2 separate regions of the Mus musculus genome follow, and region 2 is linked to region 1. The links are chromatin contacts, called in public Micro-C maps. All regions are on one chromosome and are shown on one strand. The core of a region is the stretch at or near the end of the contact, and the rest is flanking DNA. Distances in the headings are between cores, read along the strand shown.

Region 1 (2,839 bases), core at 117-2,616:
CGCTTCCTCTAGCACAGCTGTCCATTTCACACACCAGTGTGCTCAGTTCTCTTTTAGAACTCTTCTTCCCACAGAACTGTGCCCCAGCCATGACACCAGAAAGACCGTAGTTTTGTATATATGTGAATTGTGAATATGTGTCATACGTGTGTGTGTGTGTTCACGTACATTATCTTGCTATGTGAATTGTCAAATTAGTTCCCACGTTTTGGCAGGAATGCCTTAGGAAGTGACACTTCCCAGAATTATATGTACATATGTTTTTTTTTTTTAATTTTTTGGATAGGCTCTTACTATGTAGTTTGCGCTAGTCTAGAACTTACCATGCGGACCTAGAACTCACAGATCTGTCGCTGCCTCCCAGAGTAAGGCATCTCAGACACCACTCTGGAGGGATACTTGCTCCCTTAGGGCAGTGTTTCTCAGCCTATGGATGGAGACCCCTTTGGGAGTCCCCTTTCACGGAGGGGGGGGTGCCTAAGACCATTGGAAAACACAAATATTTATATTACAATCCGAAATAGTAGCAAATTTACAGCTATAAAGTAGCAACGAAAATACGTTTTTGATTGGGGTTACCACAACATGAACAACTGTGTTAAAGGGATGACGCTTTAGGAAAGCGGACACCCACAGACCTAGGGTGGTGGGCAGGTAAACAGAATCGGCAAAACACCACACGAGAGAATGCAGCAAAACGTGATGGAGACCGGGAGATAGGGGCTGAAAATTACCGAAAGCAGCGGGTCTAGGCAGGTTACTCTCAGAGACATGGAGATAGAGAAATATGGTGGAGGCAGTAGGAGTGGACAAGGTCTCCAGGAAGAGAGTTGTTGATGAGTGGCAGGGGTCAAGGGACAAAGGAAGGCAAGCTCTCCGCAGGTGGCCCAGGAAACAAGGAGAACAGGGAAAGGGAAAGGGAGACACGCCCCCCAGCCTAGGGCTCCACCCCTCCTCTGGTTCTGACGTCACTAAGGCCTGCTCCACATGAGGCTTCAGATTTAAGATGTTCACCTGTTCCTGAGCTTGCAATTTTATTAAGAGGGAATTTGAAAATTCAGGATTTCTTCGATGGAAAATATGGGGTTTTTAAGACTCTGCACGATTTCTATTGGGTGGAAGAGGAAGTCCCAGCTTTTGCTACAAACCAACCTAGCGCTGGCGATGAACTCATTGTAACCCCAGAAAAAGAAGCAAGCGAAGCTGGCATGTCAGTGTCCTCTGCATTCTTTATGGCCAGACAGGTTTTCCATGGCTGGAGCCCACGACGCTTCCTGCCAGGCTCCCCCGCTGCTGGGAACCACTCAGACCTGGAAGGAGTCTGTGTAGTTAGGTGCTGCCGGAAGGAGCTGTGGAGACAGCGTGACCCTCAACTCTGCTATGGAGAGCCAAGTCCCTCTGCATGCCGCTGAGACTCTCCTTATGGGGCAATCACAGCCCTCACAATGCCCAGGAAGGAGCTATTGAGATTTAATTGTGCAAACCACGTGGCTGGTGGGAAGGACTGGGGAGGGGGCTCAAGGGGCTTCTTTCTCCTTGCTTTCATTTCTTTTTTTCTCCCTCTCTTTCTTTTTTTTACTCTTTCCCCCCTGACTGATAGAATAAAAAGAAGCGATGTGCCTGTCTGTTTCGGCTTGGGGACTTTCTTAGGGTTCTCTGTGTAGCATTATTTGAAAAAAACAAAACCCCCAAACAAAACACAGTTGTATGAACACAAAAGTCTAACTCCACGGTTGAAATCTCCTTTTCCATTCCCAGAGACAGTTTCCCAAATGAACCCCAGCTTGTCCCTGCAGACAATGGAGTCCCCTGGGAGCTGCACGTGATCAGACGAGTGAGTGAGAGGCCCGCAGGTCAGTGGCTGGGTCTCTGTGACCTCTCCTCTCTCTGAATGGGGGAGGCTGGCTTTCTGTTTTGAGGCGGTGTCTCCTGTGATCAGCTGCGATGCCAAATGCTCGCTGCTCAGGACAGGGGCATGATGGTGCTCCCAAAGCCAGGCATCGTTTTTTTCTGTGTATCCGTTCTTCTCTGTATGCCCGTGAGAGGCCTCCCTGGTACCCAGTACAAACACGGGAGGGGTGGGGATGGGGGGAGAGGAGTGAGAAAAAGAGGGTAGACACGTTTGCTGAACAAACACGAACAGGCGTGTGCTCGTGTGTGTGTGTGTGTGTGTGTGTGTGTGTGTGTGTGTGTGTGTGCTCCTGTATTTTTAGATCCATCTCTAAAATAATACAATCTCTCAGCTCAGAAAACAGAGCCTGGCTCTAGGATGTGGAACTGAGGTTCGTTGCTCCCTAGGATCTCTGAGGTACTCCACAATTACAGGGACATTTTGGGAGCACTTGCCCAGCAGTAAATGAACCAGGGGACCAATTCATAAGTATGGGGAAGGGGTTGGCAGTACCCACCAAAGGTCTTTCTTGATTCTGTGGCAAGTCACCCTCTCAAGTCAAATCTCTTATCTGTCCCCCTGGTGCTGCTGCTCAAGGTTGTAGTTGGGCTGACAGGCTACCAAGGAACAGAGAACAAACCGGAAGTACAAGTCCTTTGTTCTAGAGCTATTGAGAGGAGCAAAGCTTGGACCAAAACAGGTTTGGAAGGATAGACTGGGAAGTGCTGCCACCAGAGCTGCACTGGGAAGTGCTTGCTGCCCCTTGCCTGCTTGGCAGGTTCCCAGGGGCAACAAAAGCCATGCTAACGTGTAAGGATTCTGAAAGAATGGTACCAAATGGTACCCCCGACTCAAATTGTATGTAAACGAAAAGAGAGTTTTATTCTGCAGAAGTCCAGCATGCTGAGATCTCTCTTTACCAAGACAGAGAAACACCCAGAGGGAATT
Region 2 (3,010 bases), core at 365-2,864, 200 kb after region 1:
CCGGCTGTGAAGACCGGAACATCAGGCTCAGAGACAAGTATGTTCGGATGATTTACAGAGCATGAAGAATGTTAAGCAGGTATCAGCAGTTGCAAAGGGACAGTTGATGACAGCACATGGCACGTACCTTGTTTCTGTCTTCAGTTAAGGAGCACCAGGCTCAAGCCAGGGGCCCTCAGGCTGATTCTGCCCTTTCCTGGCTCTGGGTCTCTGTCTGTCTGTCCATCACAAGATGAAGGGACAAGTGGATTTTGAATGACTCCTACCCCCCTTCCTATCCCCAACTCCTGACAGGCTGAACTGTTCCAGAAATCAGTTTAGTCTTCTCCAGTCTGTTCATGCAGGGAGCCTGACTTCAGAAATGTCATTGATGAAGTGAGTCTGGGGAGTGGCCCGAGAACTGAATTTCTAAACGTTACGCCTTGGCCAGATGCTTTAATCTGCCTACAGGCAGGCAAAAGTGGCATTGGTAGGATGCCAGGGTAATGACTGAGTCGGGTCAGCTTTCTGCTTCCTCTGCCCACGGGAAGGCTTTGCAAAGGGGCCCGGATCAGAGCCACATGGGAAAGGTCTCAGAGGGTGAGAATCCCAAGCAAGACGACCATTCCCAGGCACAGCGCAGGGCACACTGTACTTGTTGGAATGTAGAGTAGGCTCCTGCCACCGATAGTTCCCAGAGCGTAGAGTGGTTTAAATTCCACAGAAGGGTTGGCGAGATGGCTCGGTGGTTAAGAGCACTGGCTGCTCTTCCAGAGGACAGGGGATTCAATTCCCAGCAACCACATTGCAGCGGACAACTGTTAACTCCAGGTCCAGGTGACCCAACCTCTCACGCTGACATACATGTAGGTAAAACACCAATGCACATAAAATAAAAAATAAATTTAAAAAATTCCAGTTTTTTTTTTTTTTAATGTGTACATACAGGAAGGGTGGGACTGTCTCAACTCCTTGTGTGACAATTTTCAGCTGGCTGGACCCTGCTGCTTTTAACTTTGGGCTGCAAGTTGTTGGATCTCCTCCTATGCACACCTTTTTTTTTTCTGCTGTCACCTGGTGACATCTAACTTGAAGAAGGCCTAGACAGTCTAGTTGTATGTCCAGGAAACCAAAGCCATTGTGTATGCTAGGGAACTGCTGGATACTTCCGCTACAGTGTGATTCATCATTCCCCCAAACACTGTTTCTGGACACCTCTGAAGGAGACGCCACCAGTAGCCCCCCACGCAGAGCACACAAGGAAGAAAAGGAGTTGCTGTTATCTGGGAGTGGCCTCTGAGGTTCTTTTTTTTTTTCCTGGAAGCCAGCTTCACTCTAAAGAAGTAACAAAGAAACCAGAACCCCACTGTGAAAAGGGGCCTCCACCTCTCCCACTGTGGCTTGCAAGGAAGCAGACATGAAGGTTAGGAGTGACTGACTCCCACAGACAAGTCTCAGGCCTCCCAGTGTGAAGTGTGGAAAGCCCCTGGCTTGCCCTAGCATTGCCCACAAGCATGGGTGCCTCCTCCAGCCCCATCTCAGATCTTCTCTCTGGCAGGCACCGATGCACAGACTCTTCACACTGCCTGACACCTCGGCTCTGTGCCCGACCTGTGGGCCACTTTAGGCTGGCGCTGCTGGTAGGGAGCTTGAGCCTGGCCCAGCCCAGTGGCTTTGAAGGGATTTCATCACCCCGACTGTGACTTGGCCAAGCGCCTGGGAGACTGTGGAGCATCGTGGCCCCAGGCTATCTGCTTTCACTGGGAGAGGCCCTCCTCTCTGAATAGAAGAAAACCTGGATGAGGCTGGGTTCCCCATCCCTGCAACCTAAGAACTACCCCCAGGACCGAGCCATCTACCTTCACCCTACTTTCCCAAGAGACAGAGACAAGATGAAGGGCCAGAAAATTAACACGGGGACAACTTGTTAATGATTTTATTGCAGGTTAAATAAAATGTCACAAATAAAACTACAGGAGACCTTTTTTAACCTTACCGGCTGTAAATACTCATTAACTCAATTACTATCAGCAATTAAGGCCAGTTTGGGAACAGTGGCCTGAGACAAAAAAGACATTATCATCCTGGGAAATGAATCCAGAATAAAGGGAATTTATTCCACCTTGGCTAATGAGCAGCTGTATAGGGATGGAAATGAAGGCCTTTGCCTCGGAATTGCTTTTGACCGTTGGGGGGTTGGGGGGGGTAGAGAAAAGGTTCGGCTCTACGTAAAGCTCTTGGAAGGACATTAGGGACATTGTTACAATGCAAATGAGGAAGGCCGTTGTGTTTGGGTGGTTTATGGGTTTAGTAAAAGGAGTAACATTTCAATTAGTGGGGAAGGAATGAGAACCTGCCTCAAAGAGGCTTAATTGGCGACTTGGCATTCCCAGGGGACTTTGAAGTAGCACCCGAGCAGGCAGTTTTCAGAAATGGGTGGAGAATAGAATACAGCAACTTAGGTCCCAGGCTGGGGATGCTGGAGGCAGATGGAGATGCTGTGAAGGTACCATCCACAGCACTAAGCAGATGCCAGCCACATGCAAGTGCCAGCTTTAGCTCTTGGGGCTCCCGGATGGTGTCCCCCATGCCACCTCACCCAGCTCCCCTGACGTCTCCAGGAAACCATCTGGCTTCAAGGGCTGTAACCCTAACCTCACCACTATGGAATTCCTTTTTTTTTCCCCCCTCCTCAAGAATCCCTTTTGCTTTGAATTGAATTCCTGACTGCACAGGGTTATGGGGGAGGGTGTACTATGGCAAATGAAGTGTAGTGGTGTGTGTGTGTGTGTGTGTGTGCGCACATGTGTGCATCTCTGTGTGGGTATGTTTGTGTGTGTGATCACACAGATACAAGTAGGTTCAAAGTCGGCAGGATCTGAAGACTGAGAATTCAGTGCAAATTCCTCTCCTTTAAATAGGTGGTACTGAGGGCTCTTTTCAACCTGAGAGACTACAAAGGTACCTGACCCGTGAGATGCCTTGATGGTTTCTCTCTCGCTGTGGCATCCATCTCCATGAGCTTGTCTAT

The links. A called contact is a pair of places that touch in the nucleus more often than the background predicts.
Region 2: a Micro-C map of embryonic stem cells shows a contact between it and region 1, with 2.8 times the contacts expected there. The contact joins two enhancer-like sites. A contact is called at or near these places in 1 of 484 Hi-C or Micro-C datasets (embryonic stem cells) and 1 of 9 other capture datasets (embryonic tail).

Annotation. Positions count from the first base shown.
Region 1 is chr16:29,681,840-29,684,678 of GRCm38.p6, forward strand. No RefSeq gene overlaps it. Among named protein-coding and RNA genes, the nearest start is that of Opa1, 100 kb to the left of the region's middle. Within about 2 kb of position 1,367, at least 67 of the 459 cell types and tissues checked have an H3K27ac peak or open chromatin away from gene starts, as enhancers often do. A contact at or near this core is called in embryonic stem cells and embryonic tail, where this site is marked.
Region 2 is chr16:29,881,162-29,884,171 of GRCm38.p6, forward strand. No RefSeq gene overlaps it. Among named protein-coding and RNA genes, the nearest start is that of Gm52263, 6.0 kb to the right of the region's middle. Within about 2 kb of position 1,615, at least 133 of the 459 cell types and tissues checked have an H3K27ac peak or open chromatin away from gene starts, as enhancers often do. A contact at or near this core is called in embryonic stem cells and embryonic tail, where this site is marked.